Regions from separate parts of the Mus musculus genome. Here region 1 is linked to region 2. A link is a contact called in public promoter capture Hi-C data. All regions are on one chromosome and are shown on one strand. The core of a region is the stretch at or near the end of the contact, and the rest is flanking DNA. Distances in the headings are between cores, read along the strand shown. Region 1 holds the start of Olfr347 (olfactory receptor 347). Region 2 holds the start of Ptgs1 (prostaglandin-endoperoxide synthase 1).

Region 1 (6,269 bases), core at 3,123-5,622, 500 kb before region 2:
AGGGGACCAGGATCTGGAGCTGACCATCATGTTTTTATTATTATATGTCAAGAGCATTTTCATTTCTGGTCCAGTCAAATTGGTGTTCTGTAAGGCACTTCCTTCTTTAGGTTGAGAAAGTTTTCTTTTATGATGTTGTTGAAAATATTTTCTATACCTTGGAGCTGGGTTTCTTCAACTTTTTCTATTCCTATTATTTTTAGGCTAGGTCTTTTCATGGTATCAGATGTTCTGGACATTTTGTGTCATGAACTTTTAAAATATAACATTTTCTTTGACTCATATATCAGTTTCTTCCATTGTATCTTCTACACCTGAGATTTTTCTTTTCTTTCTTACATATTCTGTTGGTGATGCTTTAATCTCTTGTTTCTATTCAATTTCCTAAGTTTTCTATCTCCAGGATTCCCTGAGTTATCCTTAATTTTTTTTATTGTTTCCATTTCAATTTTCAGGTCTTAGGCAGTTTAATTTATTTCCTTCAGCAGTTTAATATATTTTGCTCTATATCTTTAAGCGATTCATTTGTGTTCTCTTTTAAGACCTTTACCTGATTGATTGCATTTTCCTTTATTTCTTTAAATGATTTACTCATTTCCTTTTTAAAGACCTGTAGATTTTATAAGACTTGGTTTAATGTCCAGTCTTGTATTTTAGTTTTATTAGGATATCAAGGGCTTGCTGTCATAGCTCTGTGCTCTGAAGGTTACATATTGCCCTGGATTTTGTTGATTGTGTCCTTTGAAGGGCCTTTAGCCATCCGGATTGCTTTGTTTACTGAATGTTCTTGTTGTAGTAGGTATTAGGAGCAGGGTTATTCTCTATGGTCCTAGTGCATCCTCTGATGTGTAGCCTTGGGCAATATGATTCTGATTATGCATGTCTGTGTGGTTCAAGAACTGTACATCTGATTATGTGGGTAGAGAGGTAGAAGAAGAATGGAGGTATGCCTGGGCTAGGTGGCTGCTCAGGAAGATTGTCTTCCTAGTTACTTTTCTATTGCTATGATAAAAACACCATGACCAAGGCAACTTACAAAAGAAAGATTTTATTTGCGTTTACAGTTTAAGGCATTTATACTCCATGGGCATTATGCTATATATCAGGGAGGCAGAAAGATATGGTAACTGGAGAAGCTAAGAGCTTATGTATCTGATTCACAGGGAAGAGATAAAGATCAACACTTGGAATCATGTGGGCTTTTTAAATCTAAAAACTCAACCCTAGTGACAGATATCCTTCAATAAGTCGACATCAACTATTCCTTTCTAAAGAGGTCCACCAACTAGGGACCAAAGATTCAAATATATGAACCTATAAAGGGCCATTATCACTCAAACCACTACATATTTAATGGAAGGATAAGATTATCATTCCAACCAAGTTAAAACTCAAGAGAGTAGTTTTTCAGAAACAATGGTACACAAAAAGGAAAATGTAAGAAAAATAAATAGAGACATTTCTCTTTTTAAAACAAAACAAGACTCTAGACATGGTAAATTTAAGTAATCTGTGCAGAACTGTTAAATATTTAAGAAAAATATTGAAAATATTTTTAAAAACTGGTTAGCTTCAAGAGATAATATGATCCAACTGAGGAGAGATCAAAAGAACATCAAAACACTGTCAGTTTTCTACTATACAAGTCTAGGAATTAATGTGTATTTTGTTAAATATTGTTATTAAACTGTTATAGGTATATGGATGCAAACACATTAATTGACAATAAAGCATAAATATCTACATTTTGTATAGCTTACATCACTTACCTGTTTGTATATTATTTCTAAAGCTGTGTAATAACCGAATAAAATGCCCAATAGGTGTATAAATTATTGTTTGTTTTAAAAATAATAATTAGCACAATTTAACACAATTGCACACATGCATATTCCCACAGTAGCTTAAGTGCCATTAAGTGCTTGTTAAACAGCATTTAACTAGCCATGCAACACTCCTGTGCTACTTTACAGAGATATCTGTTGAATTGTCACTTACTATCAACTGAATTAAGTCCCTCTGCTTGGGCAGAAAATTATTCTCAGGGAACAAAGCAAAATGCATTCAAGGGGATATGATATATTTGTTGCTAAACAAGGAGATTTCTTTCTTCTTTTTATAATAAAATATATTTCGATTAAAGTGCTCTACAGGTCTGCTTGAACTCAATTGAAGATCATCACACTTCCTGATATCTACTAGCTATCCTTCATCATCAACTCAGAAAAGTAGAGCTTTCTTCTTGGCATGCAAAAATTGCACATAACCACAGCGCCCCCTGGAGCCTAATGCCAAAGTCCTGACATTAGGTGTGCTATCTCAGTTGATGCTCTGGAACTTCACGCTCCACATGGGACTTGTCCATACCCTTGTTTTTATCATTTAAAGTGAACAGTTTCATTTTAGTTATTGAACAAGGCCAGGTACTTGTCAAACCACAATGAACTGAGTACCTGGTTATCACCACAAATAAAATATTTGAGAAAAATGGATAAGATTCCAGATAAAATTGGAAGGAAAGATGGACATAGGCTGGTCACTGGGTACCAAATCATGGCTAGATAGGAAAAATAAGTGTTTAAATTTCTTTCACTGTGTAGTGATTATAAATAATACTACATAACACCCCAAAGGCTAGAGTAAAGAATTTCATACTAAGACCTTGTAAATATTTGAAAAAACTACTATACTTTCTTTTATTTGGATATTATGTACTATCTTCATTCATATAAACAACACACATGTCATCAATATCTGCTAATTTTGAGTGTTAAATAAAACTTAAATGTAAGGGACAGAAAAGATGGCTTAGTTAATAAGAGCACTGACTGGCTCCCAGGAAAACCAGGTTTGATTAACCAGCACACCTAAGGTAGCTTACAGATATCTGTAAGCCTGTATTTAAGGGATCTGATACCAGCTTCTGATCTTTTCTGGCAGTATACACAAACATGATGCACAGGCATACTTGTGAGCAAAACAAATATACATGAAAAATAAAAATAAACAAATAAATGCTATTTAAGTTACTACCAAATATCCAGACTATTTTATCTGAAAGGATAAGATGATATCTTTTATTTGATATCTGATAAGATAAAATGTAAAAATTAAAATTGTAAATCTAAGAGAAAAATATCTTTTCATCTTCAGAGAGGAAAATATCTTTGGTACAAAAGCTACAAACCTGTCTAATAAAAAAATGTAGTGATTAATAAATTAACAATTAGAATATTAGCAAAACAAAAAATATGTAGATATTTGTAGGAAATCCTATCAAGATGCTGAAGCAAAAGAGTTAAATAGAGAACAAAACTGTGCAAGGATAACTGAGTGGAAGAAAGAGAACCACATGAAATTTTCCCAACAGAACAAAAGATGAATGGAGAAAAGGATTAGGAAGTAGGAATGCTAACAGTGAAGACCATGTCCATTACTGTAAACACAGTCTCCTGCTGAGGATATTTCTCAGTGCTCCTTTCATATCCTGATTCCTCAGACTATAAATAAAGGGATTCAGCATGGGTGTGACCACATTGTACATCACAGCCACAATGGCATCCTGTACATTAGTGTTATTAGATGAGGGAACAAAATATAGTCCAATGATGGCTCCATAGTACAAGGAAACCACACAGAGGTGAGAGCCACATGTGGACAAGGCTTTGCAGATACCCTTCATAGAAGGAATTTTCAGAATGGTGACAGCTATGAGGCCATAAGAGACCAGTATACATATAAATGGCAGGGTAATGATCACATTACCTAAAAGAAGTATAACCAGCTTGTTGGTGGTGGTGTCTGAGCTGGACAGCTTCAGCAAGGTAGACAGGTCACAGAAATAGTGGGAGATGGTATTGTCTCTAAAGTGAGTTAGGCGAGCCAAGAGAAGGGTGTGCACAAGGGCATTGGCAGTGGATAAGGTCCAGGACACAACTACTAGAAGAACACAGAGGTTCTGACTCATCATTGTGGTATAGTGTAGAGGGTGGCAGATGGCCACATACCTGTCATAGGCCATGGAGGTCAGAAGGAAGTTGTCAAGATCAGCAAAAAATAAGAAAAAATACACCTGGAAAACACACCCAGCATATGAGATGGACTGACTATGTGTCAGCATATTCATGAGCATCTTTGGAGCTGTGACTGATGAGAAAGAGATGTCTGTGAAAGCCAAGTGACTGAGGAAAAAGTACATGGGGGTGTGGAGGTGAGAGTCCAGCCTGATGAGCAGGATGATGAGCAGGTTCCCCAGCACAGTTGTCAGGTACATGGCCAGGAACAAGGCAGAATACAGGTCTTGGTCCTCTGGCTGAATGGGGAGCCCTAAGAGGATGAACTCAGACACAATGCTCTCATTTCCCTCAGTCATGCTTTTCTTCTTCTTCTGTGAGTGAAAGGAGAAATGGGAAAGAAGGAGAAGTGATTTTGACTAATACACTTCAGGAACTTTTTTTTTTAATCACCAGTACTAAAAATAATGTTACTTTATGTGTTTTAATCCAAAAGTGAAGATCTTTCTCACTGTAAAGAGCTAATGATGGTTTAGAAAGAGACACAATTTGCCAACCTTAAAAACAACTGACTGTTTTAGAGGGAAGCTATGAAATTCAGAACAATTATCAAATTAGACCCAGTTCCTGATCAAGGTGTCTGGATTTCACCATGATGATTTTGGATTAAGGACTTAGCATATAAATTTGTACCAGCAAATAAAAAATAAATAGGATTTCCATGATTGTTCATCCATTTTAACCTTTCTGGAATGCACTTGCATAAGGATATCTTTCCAGAAATTAAATTAAGGTAGTGTAACCCTGGGATCTTCTTTGTATCTGAAATATTGGGATAGTGATTTAGTGGAAGCAAAATATTCAAATCATCAAGTACATAAATTTTAGCCAACAATATAACTTACTAATATCAACTTGCAAGCAGTCCTGAGTTCTGCTTGTAATAACAGTTTCTCAGTCAATGAGCTCACTCTTCCATCACACTTCCTAGGTTGAATAAAATGATCCCCGATTCCATGTTAACATCTTCAGCTCCAACCTAAGCATCTCATCTGAGCACAATGAACACCTGGAAATATTTGACTTTTCTGCCACTTCTTAGATAAGCTAAGGAAATTCTTCATCTTTTTCTAGCAAAAGCAAATGTCACCTGCTTTACTTTTAACCTGTGTTTTAAGCCAAAGAATGTTACTTTTTATTCATTTCCTACACATTTTCTTTGTTGATAAAAATTAAATTCTTTTATCTGTAATCATTCCCTATGAAAGTGAATAATCACTAGCAATAGAAAAAGTAATATAAGGTTAGAGTTGATATCCTAGCTGCAGAGAGAGCTTAGTAGTTATATTCTATGGAAAGACTTGTATAACAGCCATTTTTTCTCTGATTTCCAGCAATCTCATGTTTCCCTCTTCATACTTTCCAGGTTAATCTATAAATCTTCCCAACTTGGTCAAGACCATCTTTAAAATGCCTTTATATCATCAATCTCAGTCCCCCAAAATATCACTTAATGTGATACTGCCAGAAATTAATTATAATTTATTTCTTACTAATTTCAGTGTTAATAATTACTTAATTACAATGAAAATGTTAACTATCTGTCCACAGGTAGATGGTTTCTGGTATTGCTAAATTGAAGAATATTTCAATAAGCAATATATTCTTATGTTATCTTGTATAGTGTATATGATACATTCAGAAATGAGTTTAGAGGAAGAGGCATCCATTGTTTTGAGAAAATATCAGCTCACAAGAGACGAAGGTGATGAAATACCTGATATGTGTTCTATGAAAAGTCTTTAGTGGAAGCACATACATGGGATGATTGTAAAAAAAAATGGGTCTCTAGGCAAGTGTTTAGAAGAACAGTACTAGGGGCTTTGAGAGACAAAAAACTCAAGGTAATTGCTGTTAATAGAAATGTAAATGTTGGAGAATATGTGAGCAGCAGGCAGATATAATGTATAATTTGCTGTGAAGGAAAGTTTCCATCTGTTCAAGAAAAGTAAAATGCAAGAAAAATAATGTATCAAAAAATAGGAAATGGCACGCTGGCTGCCAGGTAAACGTAGATTGAAGAAGCTAAGGATACTAACTGGCATATGAACATCAGGGGCCACAATGGTAAAAGTCATAGATATTTGGGAAGAAATTGGAAGAAAACACAACAAAAATTGTGTGTTGAAGTTTCAATGTGACCAAAGAAGATGATTTTCTTGCTTTATTTCAAAAATGAGTAATATTGTCCCTGTC
Region 2 (6,451 bases), core at 3,231-5,730:
TGCCCCAGGACAGGAAAAGTCCTTTTGGGCAGGGACAACAACCACAGGAGCTCCTCGGGATATGAAAGTGTGTGGAGAGGAGACCGGGTGCCAGTGGTCATGCTGACTGTGGCCCCCAGGCTGGGGAATGGGGCTGTCACTGACTGAGCATCCAGCACCTAGCAGGAAGACACGCACGTGAGCCTCCCATTGCACAAGGAGGAAGTCTAGGCTCAGGGAAGGCAAGAGGCTTACACGCAAGCCCCACAGCTTCCAGGCTGCAGAACCAAAATGTAAACCTCCTTCCCTCACCCTGTCTGACTCATCTTGGGATGTCTGGGGCTGGCTTTAGGGGAAGGATACAACAGTCATGATGATCCAAAGGCTAAAGATGCTGCTGTTTCTTCAAGGTGAACTGTAAACAAGGTGAATGTGAGAAACTGTGCCTCAGCCTCCTGCCAGAAGCCGACCTCCAGCATTCAACAGGAACTCTGGCTTCACCTCTGCATGATCCCCATGCCCACCCACGCCTCTAAGCAGCAGGGGAGATCTCTCTACTGAGACTACCCAGCTCTCTGGCTAACTACAGAGAGGTCTTCTCTACAGAGACCACCTGTCTTTCTTGATGGAACTAAGGAGCCATCTGAGGAGAGCACTAGGAGGTACAGGCATACAGTCTAATTTAATTCCAGTGACCCACGTTCAAGCACAAGTCAGCTACCAAGGAAGAAGAGTAGAGGAAAGATGAACTGGGAAGTGATGCTGTCTCTGGCCATATTCATAAATAAGTGCCTTCCACACTTAGGGCCTTGTTTTCCTGTCTAGTCCATAAGTAGGGAGAGCGGGTATCTCAAAGGGACTCCCCACCCTGTCTGTACTCTAGGGAAAGCCAAGCTGGGCCTCTAAATTTTTTCCATCATTCTCCTACCCTCAGCCCAGAACCCTGCGACCATTCCCACTGAGCGCCAGCCACTCATGAAGCAGGACGATGGACTGCCACCATGGTGCTGCAAAACACAGACCTGAAGGTCAAGGCAGCCAACCCACATTCCCCCAGATAACCCCTGACCAAGATGTCCCGACTCTAAAACCCATCCATAGATTGGGGTAAGATGTCCTCCAGCCCAAAGGTTGGGGGGATCTGGACTCACAGCCAAGCAGGGCATAGAACAGGTTACAGCTAGGGAACACTGAGTTCTCCAGGATGTGTGGACAACATCAGGCAGAAGAGGCTGCATCCAAATCTCCTAAGAATAATATTTACAGAAGCTCCAGGGGCCTGGCGTCCAAGAGGAAAGCAAGCCCGAGTAGCCAGACTTGGGTCCTCCCTGACACCATGCCTGTAGGCAGATCCAGGGTAGACACCTCCATGGCAGGCCCAAGTAGCCACCTCTAGCAGGAAAGTAAGGCCCTCCAGGTACACAGACCTACCTAGCTGGGGCTGAAGATAGGAGAAGCCGAGAAAGACACAGGGAGGCTTTGGCCTGTGTTCAAGTCTCACCCCACGTGCAGGAGTCAGCCTAGCCTCACAGCTCTACTCACCAGGCCATGCCCTCTCCCTGGGCACATAAATGGGCCGGGCATGCTGGTGCACACTTATTTAATCCCAGCACTAGGGAGACAGAGGCATGTGGAGCTCTGTGAGTTCAAGACTAGCCTGTTCTAGAATAGGGAACAAAATACCCATGTAAGGAGTTACAGAGACAAAGTTTGGAGCTAAGATGAAAGGATGGACTATCCAGAGACTACCCCACCCGGGATCCATCCCATAGTCAGCCACCAAACCCAGACACTATTGCACAATGCCAGCAAGATTTTGCTGAAGGGACCCTGTTATAGGTGTCTCGTAGGAGGCTATGCCAGTGCCTAGCAAATACAGAAGTGGATGCTCACAGTCATCTGTAAGATAGAACACAGGGCCCCCAATGGAGAAACTAGAGAAAGCACCCAAGGGGTCTGCAACCCTATAGGTGGAACAGCAATATGAACTAACCAGTACCCCCAGAGCGCGTGTCTCTAGCTGCATATGTAGCAGAAGATGGCCTAGTCGGCCATCACTGGGAAGAGAGGCCCCTTGGTATTGCAAACTTTATATGCCCCAATACAGGGGAATGCCAGGGCCAAGAAGCAGGAGTGGGTGGGTAGGGGAGCAGGGCGGAGGGAGGGTATAGGGAACTTTTGGGATAGCATTTGAAATGTATATAAAGAAAATATATAATAATAATTAAAAAAAAAGACTAGCCTATTCTACATAGTGAGTTCCAGGACAGCCAGAGCTACCTGTTACATACATACACACACACACACACACACACACACACACACACACACACACACACACACACTGGAAGGCAAGCATTTGAACACTATAAATCCCCAGCACACAGCCTTGAGCTCAAATAGGATGCCATCCCCCCCACCCAATGAGAGACAAAAGCCATCATCCTTTAAAGCAGCCTGCAGCCCCTAACCAACACAGGGTCAATACTCCCTCTTTGACATCTTTATACTTCTCTCTCACCCTTCGCCACAGCCCTCACTCTCCTACTTAACAACATGCTGGCGCCTATCTCCACCATCAGACTGTGGACTCCAGCGTCACTCTGGGCACCTACATCACTCCACATCAGACTGTGACCTCTGTGTCACCAGGCCCCAGCCAAAGGCTCAAATAGAAAAAGCCCTTGGAATGCAAAACAGAAAAATTCCACTACAGCACTTGCAATATGACTATAGGCAAAGGGGACACCGTGGCTCTAGTCAGGCGCAGCTTGGGTCACCAAGTCATGCCTACTCCCAGGCTAAAGGGAGGACACCAAGCCAAACCCAGGGTCTGGAAGGGATGAACTTGAACATTTGTGGATTCCCTGGCACAGCTTTGCCCTCCAAGCTGAACTCTACCCTTTCCCTAAAAGAATCCCAGCAAGGAAGACAGGTGCATGAACACCGGATCCTCAAAGGGTGGAGGGTCAGGTGAGAGCTGGACTCATGCTGAAACTGAAAGTCAGCATGGCCAACATGTCAGCCTTGGCTCTACCATCAGCTCACTGTGGGGTCTCCAACAAGTGGCCCCACTTCCTGAGCCTCTCAAAGTTCTGATCTACAAAATGGACTTAACGCATCTGCCTCCCACAAGGCTGCTGTGAGCACCAAAGAAAAGGCACGCACAGCTAATCTTGGTAAACTGCAGTGCTGGATCACAAATGGCTTCCTTTCCAAAAACCCAGACTGTCACCTTTCTAGCACAGGTGTCCCCAGCTCTTTTTCTCACTCAAACCCCATCCTCCAGGAAGCCTGCTGTGATTCTCAGGCCACTCTGTCCTCTGAGTTCCAAGGTCCTGTAGTATCCCTTTCCCCCACTGCCAACCTTTCTTGGCCCCATTTTACAGATGGGCATCCAAATTGTAAAGAGAGGAAGGAAAGGTGGAGGGCAGGGGAAGTATGGGGGGGGCGGGGAGTAAATTATTTTTCTTTCCTAGAACCTGGTTCTGCCCTGAGGGAGAGAAGCGGGACAGAATTGCAGAACTGGCTTCTTTGAACCACTGCAGGTATTGAGAGTGACTGGATTAGGCTGATCCTGAATTCAAACCCTGAGCCCACTATGCATTATGTGACTTGGGGCTGTTATCGCACCTACTGAACCTCAATTTCCTGGTCACTATGTGCCCACTTCCCCATTCCCAGGATAGCTGGTGTCCCCCACCCCCATCCCTGTATCTACCGTTGGGGAGATAGGTTGAGCGTTAAGATAGACTCCCCAAAAGTTAGAGGCCAAAGAAAAGGAACTCAGTGTCCAGCCCGCCTTCCCCTTGGCGTCTGCCGCTTCCTCCCCAAGGAGCCCCCACAGGAAACCGCCGAGTTCTGGGGGGGGGGGGGGGGGGGGGTACAGAGGCTGCTTGGAAAGTCGGACCACATATCAGGTGAGAAGTTAAAGAACCTGTCTCTGCTTCCCCTGCCGACTCGGGATCTCAGTGGGCTGTGTGCCAGAGAGATCCCAGGTAGGCCCTAGCCATTCTCCAGGGACCCCATTCCATAACCTCAACACCCTATTCCCCGGCACCGCGAGCAGAAAGGGGAATCAGGGAGTCCGCCTGGAAGGGAGATGGACCAAGCCCACGGCGCAGGACTTGGAATTTTCACGGGCATCCGGCGGGGGCACCTACCTGGTGAGGGCACCCCAGGATCTGCGAGCAGGACCGAGGGTGTCGGCGGCAGCAGCAGGAGCAGCAGCAGGGGAAACCAGAGCGAGAGACTCCTTCCTGCAGAAGGAAGAGAGAGTTGAGCCTAGCGTTCAAGGCTCCGCCTGCAGGCCACCGAATTCCGGGACGCGTGGGGGCACCACTGGGGTCGGACTCACGACTCATGACTCTGGGAGTGGATGGATGTGCAATGCCAACGGCTGGCTCCTCGGGTGCAACTCCAGCACTGCCCCAGCACTGGCAGGTCCCCTCCCACCCATCTCACGGCTCCACCCCCACTCCTCCCTCCAGTTGTCACCTCTGACAGGCTGACCGCCAACTTCCTCTGCTCCAGCCTTAGCCAAGACGTTTTATTAATTACTGCATGGTGACTGCTCAGACCGTAACTCACGATCCTTGAGGTGCAAGATCTTTTTACAGTGTCAGAAATGCATCCATTTGGGATATAGCAAACTGAGGCTCTCTGAGGATGGGCACGAAGGAGGACAAGGCTTGTAGGCAGAACAAATGGTGGAAGAGGCTGGTTTGAACCATAGCTTGCTTGAAGAAGGATGAGGAGCAAGGAGGTGAGAAGCCATGCAGTCCAGTCCAGCCTGCACACGAGGTCCTGCATGGAAAACACGCTACTGCCACTCCTGCCCGCCAACAGAAGAGCTTCCTTCTCCGTTGAGCAGGCAGAGGCCAGGTCAGACATGAGGAGCTGTAATTTACATTCCTAATACACAGCCTGCCAGTTGGCTCACCTTTAGTCCTTGCTGGTCCTCGGTGTATTTATTTATAAAATGGACATGCAAAACCACCCTAGGCAGTGAGGGATACCCAGGGGGCCCCCACCTACTCAGAGGAGAAGTGTAGGGGGGAAGTGGGGGAAGGATTGTGGGAGGGGGTGGCCAGGAGGGGGCAGTGAGTGGGATGTAAAGTGAATTAAGTAAAAAATTAAAAAACAAAATTTTTAAAAGATACATATAAAGTAGATATCAAAAAATATGTATGGCATAAGGCAATTTTGTTTACTGATAGTTAAAGGTGAGGGGAGTTGTTTTAAAAGAAAATTATAACATTTGTATATTTTAATCCTTACACAAAATAAAATTAATGAGACATTTAAAAAAAACACCATAGAAAAAAATATACAGATCCCATGTGGCAGTGGCTACTCTGTGGTCAGAGAACCTTTTTCAAAGTTGCCCTAACTTAGATTCCAGGGCTAGCCAAATGCCACCCTCCAGCTGAATGGCCACTTGCCAGCCTTATAGGACCTAAGCCTTTGGGTCATTGGCTCCTTTGTACAGTGGGGGAAACTGAGCCTAGAAGGAGCAGAGAATAGGAGCAAAGCCACAGTGTCCTCGTCCTTTTCCTTGCCAGCTCTCTCCCTCAGTTTTCCCAGCACGCCCTCTGCCCACGCCCGCACCCAGAGGCATGGCTTGGTGGAAGGGCCCATTCATCCTTGTGCTGGCTCTCGGGCATCTCTGGGCTCAGGAAAGGAACAGGTAGGAAAGGTGGGGCCTGATGGGGTGCCCCTTTTGCTTCCAAACCAGAGCTGTTCCCATGCTCTACAGGGACAAAAGCCAACTGCTCTAGGGAAACTGAGCAAGCCAGGACAGACCAGGGGAAGAACTGGGGCCCTGGTATACTGAGACCAGCTTCAGTTTCTCCACATCCCCAGATTTAAGACCCCTCTGGTAACCAGCCAGCTGGGCAAGGGGCTGTGGGTCAAGTGATTGTCAGCAAAATAATGAGATCTGGGAGGAAAGCTGAGGTTCTGTTCCCCAGAGGACAGGGGACCTTCTGGTGACCAAGAAATACAAGAAGAGCTGGCATGATTCTCATCCTCCACTCCCCGGTCTGCCCTCACTCTGGGCCTGGACCCAAGGAGTCACACCTGTAGCTCACTCCCAGACCTGTCCTGTAGTGAAAACAAATGCTAACTAGCTCAGCCCTAACCCTGGAGGGAGGAGACTTAGCCTGGGAATCAAGAAAACTGAGTTCAAGTCTCCTTTCTTCTCTTTGACCATAGACAAGCCCTTAGGGCCTGCTTCCCATTTGAACACCAGGATAATAGGACCAAGTGGGTAGCAAAGGCAGGACCCATGCCAGTAGAGAGCATGAGCCCTTGCTATAACCATGCTCTACAGCCCTTCATGCCATCAGAAGACAGATGCAGTGAAGGAGGGCTGCAATGGGAGTGTGCAGTTGATGAAGGATGGGTACAGTGGAGAAGCAAGAGGCCAAGAGAGCAGCTAGGGTATTAATACAGGCCTCCAAGGACCAAG

Evidence for each region. Promoter capture Hi-C pulls out the DNA fragments that hold promoters and counts their contacts.
Region 1: a promoter capture Hi-C map of stem cell-derived epiblast-like cells shows a contact between it and region 2, with 4 times the contacts expected there. The contact joins the promoter of Olfr347 here to the promoter of Ptgs1 in region 2.

What each region holds. Positions count from the first base shown.
Region 1 is chr2:36,732,426-36,738,694 of GRCm38.p6, reverse strand. It overlaps Olfr347 (olfactory receptor 347), which reads right to left and starts at 4,372. Exons shown (of 1, transcript NM_146943.1): 1 at 3,434-4,372. The coding sequence starts at 4,372. The coding sequence ends at 3,434.
Region 2 is chr2:36,228,455-36,234,905 of GRCm38.p6, reverse strand. It overlaps Ptgs1 (prostaglandin-endoperoxide synthase 1), which reads right to left and starts at 4,480. Exons shown (of 11, transcript NM_008969.4): 1 at 4,337-4,480; 2 at 4,143-4,238. The coding sequence starts at 4,343.